Linked DNA regions of Canis lupus: region 2 is linked to region 1. Evidence: chromatin contacts called from public Hi-C data. All regions are on one chromosome and are shown on one strand. The core of a region is the stretch at or near the end of the contact, and the rest is flanking DNA. Distances in the headings are between cores, read along the strand shown. Region 1 overlaps GLB1 (galactosidase beta 1). Region 2 overlaps GLB1 (galactosidase beta 1).

Region 1 (7,729 bases), core at 3,030-5,529:
AAGAAAATGAGGAGGAAAGTATCTTGCCGGTATTTGCAAAGCTTTTCTTAGCATTGCTTCCAATCATTCCCACAGCGACCCCTGTGGGACCAATCAAAGTGTCAGGAGCAGTTGCTCCAGGGAAGTTTTGTGCTCTGTGTGAGTGTAAGAAAGTCTGCTCCTTTTTCAAGGTGGTTTCATGCCCAGTGAAGCTCTTGGTGCTGGGCATACTCGCTACCGTCTGTTTTGCTTCTTGAACCTGTAACATGAAAGTATTATCAAAGGGATCCCCTCTCTCCGGGAAAACCATCATTCATTAAACTATTTGGGCAGCAGTACTATGCAGAGAATGATGGTGGCAGTTAGCTCATCTCCATCTTTCACTGCCCCATGCCTGTTCCCCGACTGTCCACAGGCCACACAAAGCTACTGGCCATTTAGGAGAAACAGGCCACCTGTTGCAGGAGTCCTCTCTGCCTGTCCTCTTCCCTGAATCATTTCCTTTCCTTCTAGAGCTACCTTGAGCAGCCCCTCCAAGGAAGCTTCCTCACTCATCTCCCCCAGTCACCATCAGGCCAGGTGCCTCTTTTGGTGGGGGTGGGGATCGTGGGGGCGGGTGGCTCATGATTTCTTGTACTTATGTTTAATGACTTTGGATCCCCAGGATCAGAAAAATTTATTTTGCATTATGTGCAGGTTGAAGTTTTATGGCCGGGCTTTTTTTTTTTTTTTTTTTTTTCATTTTTGTAAGATTGTGAAGTATAACACAAAGGTGTAGTATAATGATGCATTAGGATAACAACACCCACGTGACCACCATCCAAGTGAGATAGGAAATAGCATGTGACCAGAACCCAGGAAGTTTCCCAGGTGTCCTTCATGACTTCTTCCCACTGTCCTGACCTTTGTGGCCGTTTCTTGATTTTGTTTATATTTTTACTACCTGTAAATGTACCCAGACTTTATAGTTTGGTTGTGACTATTGTGAATTTTCTATGGGGGGAAACATTGGCTGTATTTCTCAATGCAGTGCTTCCTTCTCTCAATGTTATACCTCTGAGATTCCTTGATGTATTAGGTAGAGTTGAAGGTCCCTTGTTTTGTTGCATTAGAGGAATGTTCCTTAACCTCTATTTCATTGTTACCCCTAAAGAGCCTCTTTAGACATTTTCTTCTGTCTTCCCACGAAATTTTGATACCTCCCACCTACTGTATGTCTCTGCTTTACAGATAAAAAAGAGTAAGCTATTCTTTTCTCCTGTAAGAATCCATTTTGTGGCACCTGGGTGTCTCAGCGGTTGAGCGTCTGCCTTTGGCTCGGGTTGTGATCCCGGGGTCCTGGGACTGAGTCCCGCATTGGGCTCCCTGCATGGAGCCTGCTTCTCCCTCTGCCTGTGTCTGCCTCTCTTTGTGTCTCAAATGAAGAAATAAATAAAATCTTTAAAAAATAGAGAGAATCAATTTTCACTTCCTTGGGCCTGCTGTCCTCCCCCATCAAGAATGCATGCCTCAAAAAAAAAAAAAAAAAAAAAAAAAAAAAAAAAAAAAAAAGAATGCATGCCTCAGAGCAGTCTCCCACCCTCAGGACTTTTGCCATAATTCTTTGTTGTGGAGGCTGACAAATAGGATGTTTAGAAGCATCCCTTGGCCCCTCTACCCACTAGGGTGCCAGCAGCACACCCTCCCCACCCTCCCCGCCCGGGGTTGTGACAACCAAAAATATCCGCAGACATTGTCATACGTTCCCTGGGGGGAAAAATAACCCCTGGTTGAAAACCACTGATGCTATTGAACACAGACTGAACACTGGTGATCAAGTACAAAAGGAGAAACGCCCTGTTTGACAGTAGATCAGTAAATGATGGTAAATCTTTATCCAGCATTTGCCCTCGTTGTTCCCGTGGACATTTTGCATAATGTGTCAAGGTGCAAAACTAATGCTATACCTGGTGCAAGTAATATGATACCAGTTTTGAGAACAGAGAACAATGACTTTAGAATGTATGTATGTGTGTAAATCTGGAAGACTAAGCCAGAGGGCACCTGGGTGGGTCAGTGGGTTAAGTGTCTGCCTTTGGCTCAGGTCATGATCTCAGGGTCCTGGGATTGGGCCCTGGGATCTGGCTCCTTCCCCGGGCAGGGGAGGGGGAGTCTGCTTCTCCTTCTCATGCTCTCTCTCATTCTCTCTCTCTCTCTCTCTCTCTCAAATAAATAAGTAAAATCTTAAAAAAAAAAAAAAAAGACTAAGCCAGAATGCTTACAGCACTTATTTCTGGGTAATAGAATTAACACACGATTTTCCTATTTTCTTTGCATTTCCCCCCATTTTCTAATATCTTACCATGGGAAGTTCTTATTTACATGACATTTAAAGTATCTATGATTCAGTACAGATTGCAACCCAAAGGTGACATGGTGGGTTTTGATTTTCCTTACTTTGGTGGAGCGGGAAGTAGTAGAAAGTAAATTTTTATGCTGAGTTGCTCTTTGAAAAATGAGCCTTGAGGATCAAGTGTAGGAAATATTTTTGGCAATCTTTGGGCCTTGTCCCACAGATGCTCAGGTATTGTCTGCAAACAAAAGCTTGCATGAGAATGAGTATATTGGGCCCTCCTGATCTCCCTGTCTCTTTTTTAATTTGCAGGTTGAAAATGAATATGGCAGCTACTTTACCTGCGATTATGACTACCTGCGTTTCCTGCAGAAGCTCTTCCACCACCACCTGGGCAATGATGTACTTCTGTTCACCACTGATGGGGCAAATGAAAAGTTTCTGCAGTGCGGGGCTCTGCAGGGCCTCTATGCCACAGTGGACTTTGGACCAGGTTGGTGTTTGTGATCACAGAAAACCCCACTCAGGCCATGCAGACATGGGCAGGTAACTCCGTCAATCGCTCTGGGCAGCTGGGTTTTAAGGGGGTAAATTGAACAAGATTTCTCAAACTTTACCAAGTAACAAAGTGGAATCATGAATAAAGTGCTCTTCCACTGCACAGGTGATTTTATTTAAGCTGATCTACCCTTTAAGGCAAGAGCTCCATTCTTAGCGCTGGTGAGCTCGCCTGGAGCCCTGTCTCCTAGGGCTGGTGCCAGGAGCTCTGCCTGAAGCAGTTGCCTTTCAGGGCTGTCACCTCAGGTCACCTGCTGGCCGGGTAGTGTGGACCTGTCCGTCCTGGAGTGCAGGGAACTTCCCTACACTTCCGTTCTCTTTCTGTGGAACTCAACACTGTGAACCGTGACGGCCTGCAGGTGGTTTGGTAGGTGCCACATAAGTTGTCTTCCCTGACTGGTTAGTGCTGTGTATGCTGCAGAGGCTCCACACATACAAGTTCTGGGGGTGGACAGCATGGCCAGGAAGCTCCCAGCTGTAACAAATGTTTTGAGAGCAGCTTTCATAAAGGACATGATGCCTACAGGCAGCATGTGCTCCTGTAAAGGATCCTAGATTGGACTTTTTTGCTTGCTTTCTACCTTTCCATGCTATGAAGGACATTATTGGGACAATAGAATTTTTTAAATCAATTCTGTAGATTATGTAATAGGATTGTATCCATGTTAATTTCCTGTTTTTTTTTTTAATATATAATTGTGTTTGTTTAAACATAGGGAATGTGCACTGGAATATTTAGGGGTCATCATGTCTGCAACTTACTCATAAATGGTTCAGAAAAAAATAAGTGTATTCAGAGAGAGAACCTGATAAAGCAAATATAGCATAATATTAACAATTTGGGAATCTTGGTTTTTAGGAGCATGAGTTCTTTGTCCTATTCTCACAACTCTTCTATAAGTTTGAAATTATTTCAAAATAAATGTTAACTCTTCAAGTAGCATAAAGACCCCAATGCCTTCCTGGCTGAGGTATGAGACACTCCACCCACATTGCACACCCAATAGTGGCTTTTTCTTGAGGAGGATGTACCTAGAACTGAAGTTGCATTTTTATTTATGTTTTTTAAGGATTTTATTCATTTATTTGCCAGAGAGCGAGCGAGCACAAGCAAGGGGAAGCAGGAGAGGGAGCGGGAGAGGGAGAAGCAGGCTCCCTGCAGAGCAGGGAGCCCAATGTGGGACTCGATCCCAGGCCCTGGAATCATGACCTGAGCCAAAGGCAGACGCTTAGCCAACTGAGCTACCCAGGTACCCCATGAAGTTGCATTTTTAAAGAGATTCCTCTACATTGGCAAAAAAGAAGAGAACTGGATTTAAGTGAATGGAGTGTTTCTAGAAACATAGTGCATTGCTGAGAGCATTAGGTGATGAAATAACTTGTCTACAAAGAGCAGCAAAGGAAGTGGCATGCTGGTTTCCTCCTGCTTTGGCACGCTTCCCATCACAGTGATGAAGAAGCACAGTATTTTTTGGTTGGGAGAAACATTGTGAAGGTTATTCTGAGTTTGTTGTCAGCACTATGTGAGTGTGGGGTGATTGCACAGTGGCTACAGCACTGGCTTGAAGGATAGAGCTCTAGAAGGCCCATGTACTCGAGGCAGGTGGGGCTCATGGCAGCTTCATTCATGTATGTGGGAGGGAGGCAGTGCCCAGGGTCAGGTCACGGGAGGAAGCCCATGAGAACAGAGGTGAGAGATCTGAATGCCACCTGATGCTTAATAGTGAGACATTTACAGCCATGAAATAAATGAGATTCCACTCCTGATGAGCATGTTCTCTCTTGAAATCTGGGCTTACAGAGAGCAAGGGGTTATTTGGGGTCTTGGCTGCTATCATTTCCACTCTGGGTACCTGTTGTGGGAAGTGGATCGTGAAGCTTGGGGCCAGGGTCTCTCCTGCCCTGGTCAGAGAAACGCTACCCATGGTTGCTCTGTCACTGAAGGAGAGGAGAGGTTCATCCCCTTTAGAAAGGGAAGGGGGAGAAAGAAGATACCAGGAGCAAGCCCACACACAGGCGTCCTGATGACTATTTAAAAAGGGCACATAGCCTGGAATGGCTCATGATGTACAAATTCAAAATCAGAGTATATGCTGTTATTGAGGTGTCAACACCATTAGACCATGTCCTTCCCTTTGCTTTGTTAATTACTGGGCAGTATTGTGCATGTGGTGCGGCCCAGGCTGCAAAGAAGTGTCTTCAAAGCAAACCCGTCCTATAGGGAACATCTAGCTCCAATGTCCATGTGAAAAGAGAACACAAAACACATGTCCAGGCCGTGGGGAAACTTGGTGGAGCCAAGCCTATGACATGATCTCCAGAGGCAGTGCAGTCAGGAGAGGCCAGGAAGATGGCTCAGGGAGGAAGCAGTGCTCCATGGCCCCCATGCATCGTCAGATGGCTGGCCAGGGTGCAGCCGACAGCTGGCTCAGAGGTGTCCCCACGGGCATGTGGAGGAAGGTGGGGCTTCAGGCTGAAGATCTATGAACTCCTTCTACTTCTTATCATTCCCATGACTGACCTTTCTTCTCACTCTCATAATTTCCAGGTGCCAACATCACTGCTGCTTTCCAAATCCAGAGAAAGAGTGAGCCCAAAGGACCATTGGTGAGAATTGGGGGTGAAGTGTGGGTTGAGGTGTGGTTGTTTGCACTAAGGGGGTAGGTCCTTACTTTTTCTAGCCGTGGGGTCAGCAGCTGATGGGATTGCGGGCGCATTGCCCTCTGTACACAGCCATGCTCTTACTGGAAACTGCGGCCCTGTGCTGGAGTGGAACAGATGGGGACAAATGTGACAGTCCTGCCATGAATCAGGCTGTGCTCTTGCATGCTTCATCCCCTTTGGTCTTGATGGTAACTCTCACAGGTAGTATCATTGACTCCATTTTCGCCAAGGCTCAGAGAATGTGTCACTGACCCAGGGTGGCACAGCTGGTGAGTAGCAGTGCCAGGATCTGAGCTCAGCACTGTGTTTCTTGAGAGCTCCTTGTGACAGAGCTTATCCATCTTTATTGCACTTATGAATCCCACGGGAATCTTGGTAAAATGCAGACTATGACCTACGAGGCCCAAGGTGGGGCCTGAGGTTCTGCATTTCTGACAGGCAGCCAGGTGAGCACAGGCTCTCTGGCATGCTGGACAGGCAGCCCGAAGGAGGAGATGATGACAAAGTCCAGGAAGATCTGTATAGTCATTCAGCCCTTTGCTCTCTGTTCTTCCCTTCTCTATACTTGCTCCTGTTGTTTCTTGGCACAGTTTGAGGGCTGAGGTCCATGCCTTTTCTTCTTGGATGGCAGTGCAGAACCTGCATTCACAGACTCTGGATGGAGCTATTTTTGAGACCCTGAGACAAGAAGGCCCCAGAACATGTCCAGATTTCTTCTTCCTTCTCTCGATGAAGGTTGTGGCAACATAATGCTCAAGAGAAACATGAAGTACTTGAGGCCTGCTTTGCTGAGTACTTGGACAGTCCACCTCACTTTAAGCCAATCTGAGATCTGAAAATCTGGATTGACACAAAGGGTGAACTTAGACCTGATCATTTCATTAAAATATTTTGCCACCCAATTCTTTTGCCCAACAAACTTCCCTGCCTTATTTAAAGTAGGATTTGGCTAACAAAATTTTGTGGCAGGTACAGCTTTTCAGGAATACCTGTATTGTTGGTGCCTAAAAAGTGATTCTGGGCAGTGCTGTTACTAGAATCTCTCATTGGTCCTCCAGCTTTGGGTTAGGCAGTAAATGTACAGATACTCCGCTCTCCACCTATCCTTCCTTCAGTAGAGTTGGTAAGGTGATGGTTACAGGGAAGTGGCAGCTTCGGAAGGTCATAAATCCATCCTGAGCTCCATGTCCTTTCCTCTTTTTTAGGTGAATTCTGAATTCTATACCGGCTGGTTGGATCATTGGGGCCAGCCACACTCAACAGTGAGGACTGAAGTGGTGGCTTCCTCCCTCCATGATATACTTGCCCATGGGGCAAATGTGAACTTGTGAGTGCTAATTGCTAGAACAGAGGGTACCCTCCACAGCTGTGGGCTCACAGTGAAATATGTTCTCTTGTTTCCTTGTAGGTACATGTTCATAGGTGGGACCAATTTTGCCTATTGGAATGGTAAGAACAATTTAACATGTGAAAGCATATGCTAGCATGTTTCTGGTGCTTGACTTGGGGGTACAGAGTACCTATAGACAATTTTTATTTTCTATTTTTGTTTACTCCTAAATTTCCTAGTATTATAAAAACTGCCCATATAATTTTTTATATCATAAAAAAGATTTTTTAAGGAACATAACTTGTACACTTAAGAAACATAATTTTTAAAAAATTTTTTTAAGGTTTGCTTAATTTTTTTTAGTACTCTCTACCTCCAGTGGGGGGCTTAAATTCACAACCCTAAGATCAAGAGTCACACGCTCTTCTGACTGAGCCAGCCAGGCACCCCAGAAACCTTATTGTTTTAAACCAGGTAGCTGGGCAGGTCCCATAGTCTCTGGCGATAGCTTACTTGTTCATGTATTCTGCTGTGATCTTTTTTTTTTAACATTTTGTTTTGTTGAGATATAATTCACATACTACAAAAATCATAATTTTAAAGTGTACGGTTTAGTGGTCACAAAGTTGTGCAACCATTACCAACATCCAATTCCAGAGCATTTTCACTACCCCAAAAAGAAAGACCTTACCAGGGGCAGCTGGGGTGGCTCAACGGTTTAGCACTGCCTTCAGCCAGGGATAGAGTCTCATGTCAGGCTTCCTGCATGGAGTCTGTTTCTCCCTCCGCCTGTGTCTCTGCCTGTGTGTGTGTGTGTGTGTCTCATGAATAAATAAATAAAATTTTTTTTAAAAAAAGAAAGAAAC
Region 2 (7,729 bases), core at 1,603-4,102, 40 kb after region 1:
TTATTAAGTTCACAGTTTCTGTGGATCAGGGATTTGGGACCAGCTTGGCCTGGTGGTTTTGGAGCAGGCTCTCTCGTGAAGTTCTAGTCAAGCTGTCAGACAGGGTTACAGCGTCTGAAGGCTTGACTAGCTCAGGAAGACCCACTTCCAAGGTGCCTCACTCCCATGGCTGCCAGGTTGGTGCTGGCTGTTGCCTGGAGGCCTTAGTTCTTCTCTACACAGGCCTCTCCATAGGTTGCTTGAGTGTCCTCATGACATGGCGGCGACTGGCTTTCCCAGACGGAGCCATCCAGGAAAGAGAAAGAGGCAGAAATCACCCTTTTTTATAACCTAGCCTTGAAACTCACATAGTATTCATCACATTCAGTTAGTTAAAAGAGAGTCATTGAGTCCAGTCCCTGTTTTGGGGATAGGAATTAGATTCTGCCCTTTGAAGGGAGAAGTGTTAAGAATGGCCATATTTTGAAACCATCACCTAAGGAGTGGTCAAGGGTGCCTCTAGGAGAAAGTGACCATTGAGAACTGAAGTATGGTGCTCAGTCACCCATGTGAGGAGCTAGAGGAAGAACTCTTGTTCCAGAGCCAGGGAGCAGCAAGTGCAAAGGCCCACAAAGAGAAAAATCCCATGTGTGATGGGGGGAGTGTGGGAGAAGAGGGGCTAGCGAAAGGGATGGCCAAGTCAGGGCTGGTGAATTTGGCTTCTCACTCCAATGGTGGCTAGTAAGCAATGAAAGAGCTGACTTTAAAAGCTCACTTCTCGGGCAGCCTGGGTGGCTCAGCGGTTTAGTGGCGTCTTCAACCCAGGGCATGATCCTGGAGACCGGGGATCGAGTCCCATGTCGGGCTCCCTGCATGGAGCCTGCTTCTCCCTCTGCCTGTGTCTTTGCCTCTCTCTCTGTGTGTGTTTCTCATGAATAAATAAATAAAATCTTAAAAAAAAAAAAAAAAGCTCACTTCTCAGTGGGAATGGATTATAGGAGGGCAAGACTTGATTCAGGAATTCCTGGTGGGAAGCTATTGTAGCAATCCTAGAAGAAACTGCTTGGGAAAAAAAAAAAAAAAAAGAAACTGCTTGGGTACTAATGAAGTGAAGTGCAAGATTCAAACTGGGGGGGGGGGGCGGGGGGGGAAAGGCAGGGTGCCTGGGTGACTCAATTAGTTAAGCATCTGCCTTCATCTCAGGTTATGATCCCAGTGGGATCAAGCCCCACACCAGGTTCCCTGCTCAGCCGGGAGTCTGCTTTTCCCTTTCCCTCTGCCTCTCCCCCTGTTCCTTCTATCTCTCTCACTGTTTCTCAAATAAATAAAATCTTAAAAGAAAGAAAGAAAAGAAAAGAAAGAAAACAAAAAGAAAAGGCAAAGTTTGCTGAACATCCTGTAAGGTGTTCCAGAGAAAGCAATCAAGGAGGACCCCAGAGTTTGAGGCTACATGTAATGGGAGGGGTGAGTGTCTGAGGTAGGAAGGCTGGAGCAGGGCAGGCGGGGTGCTGGTGGGGATCAGAAGCTCTGTTTTAGACATGTTCAGCCTCAAGTACTTTCTAATCATCGAAAAGGAAATGGCCATCAAGTCTGGCACTTAGCAAAAATAAATAAATAAGTAAAGCTACATTCAGTGCAGTGGAATAATTTCCTCTATGTTGCCAGACCTAATGGCCATCCTATAGACGACCTGTGGGTCTTGAGTCTATACATAGAAGCCTGTACAAATTGGGAGGTGGGCTGCAATGCAAGTTAAAAGTATGTATTCAGGGGCACTGGGATGGCTCATTCAGTTAAGCATTGGACTCTTGATTTTGGCTCAGGTTATGATCTCAGGGTTGTAAGAATGAGCCCCACACTCAGTGCAGAGTCTACTTGAGATTCTCTCTCTCCCTCTGCCCCTCCCTCTGCTCACGCTCCCTCTAAATACATACATACATACAATATTTATTTTTTTATGATTTTATTTATTTATTCATGAGCGACACACAGAGAGAGGCAGAGACACAGGCAGAGGGAGAAGCAGGCTCCATGCAGGCAGCCCCATGTGGGACTCGATCCTGGGTCTCCAGGATCATGCCCTGGGCTGAAGGCAGCACTAAACTACTGAGCCACCCAGGGATCCCCTACATACAATCTTTAAAAAAAAAAAAAAAAAAGAGCATATATATTCAGTGCTTGTAATGGGAATGCAGAGGTGAGGTACCTGTCCCAGGTTTGGAGCTGTTGGGAAAGGACTCAGCCGGTAGGACTAACTCCGAGTGGATTGCCATGGGGGAGGAACTACCTTCTGCTCCCACGCTCCTCCAAAGCTGTTCTCACCAACACCACCAGCACCCACATGTTGATATGTCCCCCAGCCATTTCTCAAGCCTCGTCTTACTTAACATCTTGACAAGTAACATCTGACGTGAGTAACCACTCCCTTCCTGGAAACTCTTCTAACTTCTGTGTGAAATTCCTCCAGGGTTTCCTTTCCAGGCTTCTCTGTCAGCTTCTATGCTGCAGTCCTAGGACTTGATCCTGCACTCCCTTCTCACACTTCCAGGGGATGTGATCCTCATGGATGTACCAGCAACCAAATTCCCAGCTCCAACTAAGCACTTTTGAGACCCAGAGACCCACATCCAACCACCAGTGTGGGCCTGCCGTTGGCACTCTCACAGGCATCTCCAACTCGCTCCATCTAAAACAGACCTCTTCCTCCTCATTAGCCCTGACATCTGTTCTTCTGCTGGAGACATGGCCCCTGGAAAAGGAATGAAGCTAGGACTTTGGTGTAGCAATGGGGGTGGCGGGAAGGGCTCCTCCTTGAGAAATAACACCAGCAGCTGCATTTATTGAGAGCTTACTGCATGTCACTGTGCTGGGTGCTCACGTGTGTCCTCCTACTGAGTCATTTACAACCACCCTGAGAGGGGCACACACACCACTAGGCAGCACTGACAGGATCTGGTGACTGATTAGTAAAAGAGGAACTGAATACTGGAAAATGACTCTATGGTTTTTAAATTGGGTTTATAAACATCATTTCCTTTACTGAAAAGTAGCATGCTAATGCACCTTGATATGTATCAGTTAGCTTTTGCTGTATAACAAACCATCACACCTTAGTGGTTTAAAGTCACAGCCATTCATTCAGCTCATCACTGCAGGTATTGGCAAACAGGGCCATTCTGCTGCTGGTCTCAGCTGGGCATGCCCTTCTGGTCAGCACGGAGGCTGCGTTCCTGGATGTTAGCTATCTGTCCACTGAGGTGACAGAGGAGATCGGGCCATGTCTCTCTCATCATCCAGCAAGCTGTCCCAGACTCGTTCATATGGCACCTGGCAGTGTTCAAAGGAAGAATGCCAGCATGCGAGGCTTCTTAGGGCCCAAGTCGGAAATCACAAGTCACTTCTCCCATGTTGTTTGGCCAGAGCAAGTCACTAGACCAGCCAGGTTCAGGGGATAGAGGAACAGATTCTGTCTCTTGACAGGGGGAGCTGCAGAGAACTGTAGCCATTTCTGCAAACTGCCACAAGTCTTAGCACAGCTGACCCTGCTTTCATTCTGAATCTGATTTGCTTTTTAAACTTTTTTTGGCCTAATTCAATTTATGGTTATTTTTACCTCCTACAAATTCTATTTCCATCTAATTCATTGTTTCCTAGTCATAAGTCCCATAAGCTTGGAAACTAGATCATCAAACTTCTTTCCACCAATATATATTAATTTAGCACCAAAACAGGGTAGGGTGCCTGGCTGGCTCAGTCTATAGAGCATGCAACTCTTGATCTTGAGGTCATGAGTTCAAGCGCCAGATTGGGCAGAGAGCTTACTTTAAAAATAAATAAATAAAATTTTAAAATGTTTTAAGAATTTAGTAACAAAAATTTAGTGACAAACTTTAGTAACAAACAAATTAGGTATAAAGAAGCTCTGAGTTGAAGGGGGTGGTTCTCTTTGCAATTTTTAGCACATGTTATTTTGTAACACATATAAGGCTGCCTGGAATCAGGTTTTGCTCACCATTTCTTAGCTTTGTTCCAGATACATGAGACTGCATGATGCCCACTGTTAAATGAGGTGCTCCTAAAAAGGTCAAGCAGGGCTAGAACTTTGGGGCCTCAGAAGGAAAGGAATTTATGTGTGGGATTTGAAAAAAGGAAGAAGTGATTCATCTTTTATGCTAATGTTTTATGTTTTCATTGCTTTAATTCTAGTTGGATCTGTCATAAGATACAGAGAGATCATACAGTTATTTATTACTCCAAGACCAAGGAGGAAGCAGGGAGGGTGGTTTACATCAGCTGTAGACCCTTTTGGATCTAAAACAAGGGGAGAATTAATTTTTTCTCTGTGCAGTGCAGTGTGGTGAGATCTCTTTAATCATCTTATCTAAGCAAGCCCTTCCCTATTTTACCTTTTTTTAAAAAAATTCTTTTTCTTTTCTTTCTCCCAAATTAACATCTCAATTACTCATTTATCGTGTGTAATGGGAGCCTTTTAACCTTGAGAAATGGACCTTGGTCTGTTCCACTTTAAGTCCTCAAATTGTCTTTGACTTCTTTCAGAGTTTGACAAAGTCAGCATTCAATCAGAGTTTGTTGTTTTTGAAGGAACACTGGAGCAAATTTGAAAAATTTTAAACTGTGACTTTAAAACAGCATTGAAATTTTTGCTTTAAGTTCTTAGGAGAGAATTGTGTTTAGAGAACTTTTAAAACAGACAGACACACATTTGTCTGATTAACAAAGAAGCAGGTCACACATTTCCAGGAACCTAACATTTATTGGATCTATTATCACCTTGGTGATAATAGCAGAGTGGGGACTCCACCAGGGGTCAAGCCATGGTCAGAGAAAGTCAGACTTTGTCATAGAACTATTTTAATTGGGACAGCCCCAGGAAGCCCCAGAAGCCATTGGTATTCACCCTAGAAATGTTTGGCCCCAGTGGGGCTCTCTGTATTGAGAGTGAGTCTACTTTTATATCACATTTACTAACATGTGCACACTCTCCTCCTACCCCCAATAACTTTAACATAACTTTTTAAATAGAAACAATAATCAGAGTGAGTATATTTTTAATATAATTTTTTTAAGATTTTATTTATTTATGAGAGACACAGAGAGAGAGAGAGAGAGAGAGAGAGAGGCAGAGACACAGGCAGAGGGAGAAGCAGGCTCCCTGCAGGGAGCCCGATGCAGGACTCAATCCCGGGACTCCAGGATCAGGTGTCTTCCCACCCCCCCCCACCCCCCCCACCCCCACCCCCTGCTGAAGGCAGACGCCAAACCACTGAGCCACCCAGGGATCCCCGTTAATAGAATCTTTTTTTTTTTTTTTTAACTTTTATTTATTTATGATAGGCACACAGTGAGAGAGAGAGAGGCAGAGACACAGGCAGAGGGAGAAGCAGGCTCCACGCACCGGGAGCCTGACATGGGATTCGATCCCGGATATCCAGGACTGCGCCCTGGGCCAAAGGCAGGCGCCAAACCGCTGCGCCACCCAGGGATCCCTAATAGAATCTTTTTAAACATGATTCTTTTAAAGTAATTTTTTACAACTAAAAAATCACAGTGCTAATCAAGGAGGAATGCAAATATTTTATTTTTCTTCCAGTGAACAGGATTCTCTAAAATTCTTAAGGTTCTTAAGGTGGGAGCAGAAGAGCGTGGAATATTCTTTCAGTAGGACTTCAAGTCACCCCTTCCTTGAATCTCTTCCCAGGCAGAATTAATTATCAGCCAGTCTTCCCTAATAGGTGCCATTAGATTATATACTGAGTATCACTCTTCTGAGTGCTGGGAGTCTCATTGCGAACAAGATGGACAAAGTTTTCCCTTCATAGACTCTATGCTGGAAAGAGCAGATAAGCTAATAATCAAACAAATGATACAAATGTCAAACAATGACAATAAGTAGGAGGAAAAAAAGATCCTGAGGGGATAGTGTGTGACCTGTACAGAAAGGCACAGGATTGAGGAGGATGACCATGGCTCCTGTTCCCTGAGGAAGTAAGTGACGGTGGGGTTGAGATCTCTGTGATCAGAAGGCTTGGGATCTGGGAACAGTTACTGCAGGAGGGAGAAGGTGATGCATCCAGGTGACAGGGAGGAGTTCCGTGGGGATCTGAGTGGGCAAGGGGGACGGTAGCGCAGACGGGATGGGAAGGAAGTAGGCACAGGGGTCTGGGGAGGAGGTCGGAGGCAAGATCGCACAAAAATCGTCTGATTTTCATTTTGCAGCAGAGATGTTGTGGTCTGACAATGAAATGCCAGGTACCTCGCCGTTCCACAGCTGTGCTAGCCACACGTGGCTGTTGATGTTTAAATATAAATTGATGAAAAGTGAAAATTCAGTTCCTCTTCACATTAGCCACATGTCATGCCCTTGGTAGCCACTGCCATGTGCACACAGCTGCCACGTTGGGCTATGTGGAACATTCCATCATTGCAAAAAGCTCTATTGAACTGCAGTGCTTCAGAGCTGTGGGCCTGTAACCTATTCTTTCAAGATTCCTTGGAGGTTCTTTACAAATGCTTTTCTCCGGTCCTGGAAGGGCAACCAAGCCACCTTAAACTTCACTTAAGGCCCATTCTGTTAGGAGCTGGGAGTGGAGAGACATTTTTGTCCTGAAGAAGTTCATAGCTTTCTAGAATTAACCAAGGCCACACTGTCAGACTACAGTGTCTCCGATTCTCTCTGCCCTGACAGCTCTATTAGAGAAATCTAATAGCTTTATTAGTCTTCTAGAGAAAGTCATGATCAATGCTGTCTCAGACTCCTGCAGCCTCCTCACAGGTCCCCACACTTCTTTGATAAACTCTAGAACCGAGGCTCTGCCCAGCAGCAAGGTGGTCTACCTTTGAGTCCCTAGCTTCTCTCCAACTTCTACTTTTGTAGCTCATCGCACATTTGTGTGAGGTCTCACTCCTACTAGGGAATACTCATATCTCCACAGGCTGCACTGTGACAGGCAGGCATGACCCCAGACCGTCACTCCTCATTGCTGATCAAGGTGGATAGGATTTTTCTCCTAACTGCTTCCTTAATTCCGGACACAGCACCTCCTACTCTAGTTATTCTTTTCTACCCCAAATGATCACCTGTGGCCTACTGAGGGCCTTCTGCTCCTGTATGAACTCTGCCTCCTCGCCCACCCAGATAGTTCTCCAGTATGTGGGCATCTCACCTTGCACACCCCCTCTAGTTTTCCCCCATCCCAGAGTTATATCACTAAGCAGCCTTGCCATGTTGGTCAAGCTGGCCCGGGGGCTCTCAGAAGCAAGTCTAGCTGCCAGAGTGGTACTTTGGGGAGCTCACAAGGAGGGCTTTGGCACTATTGCCTGGTGAGGCAGCATGTCTGCAAGGCAGCATTTAGGAAGATGAACCAGACACGGAGGACCGAGGATAGGCTCAGATGCCCCTGGTTCCATCAGCCATGTGTCTGAGACAACCCTCCAGGAGCAATGGCCTCAGCTTCCCTTCCACATGCCCAATCTCAGGCAGGGTCCTCTTTTGACCAACTTTAACCCCAAACCCTCTGGCAAAGGGGATTCAGGGAAATGGTTCCGAGCTTTCCAGTTTGGCACAAGGGATGTGAGGGACAGTCCCTTAGCTACTCAAAAGAGGGAATTTTAAGCAAGAGAAGGGATCAGTCCTCCACATCATCTCCCTCGTCTTTGGGTCTTTGGGTTGGGAGTTGGCTTGGCTTTGGTCAAGACATTTGGGAAAGCATGTGTGCACAGGCCACCCCTC

The links. Hi-C and Micro-C count contacts between places; a contact is called where the count stands out from the background.
Region 2: a Hi-C map of blood shows a contact between it and region 1, with 2.3 times the contacts expected there. The contact joins two enhancer-like sites. A contact is called at or near these places in 2 of 9 Hi-C or Micro-C datasets (both in blood).

What each region holds. Positions count from the first base shown.
Region 1 is chr23:3,958,157-3,965,885 of UU_Cfam_GSD_1.0, forward strand. GLB1 (galactosidase beta 1) reads left to right here. Exons shown (of 16, transcript NM_001037641.1): 6 at 2,624-2,804; 7 at 5,418-5,476; 8 at 6,739-6,860; 9 at 6,942-6,982. Among named protein-coding and RNA genes, the nearest start is that of TMPPE, 33 kb to the left of the region's middle. Within about 2 kb of position 4,280, at least 2 of the 20 cell types and tissues checked have an H3K27ac peak or open chromatin away from gene starts, as enhancers often do. A contact at or near this core is called in blood, where this site is marked.
Region 2 is chr23:3,999,944-4,007,672 of UU_Cfam_GSD_1.0, forward strand. The region is part of intron 15 of GLB1 (galactosidase beta 1); the gene reads left to right. Among named protein-coding and RNA genes, the nearest start is that of CCR4, 37 kb to the right of the region's middle. Within about 2 kb of position 2,853, at least 2 of the 20 cell types and tissues checked have an H3K27ac peak or open chromatin away from gene starts, as enhancers often do. A contact at or near this core is called in blood, where this site is marked.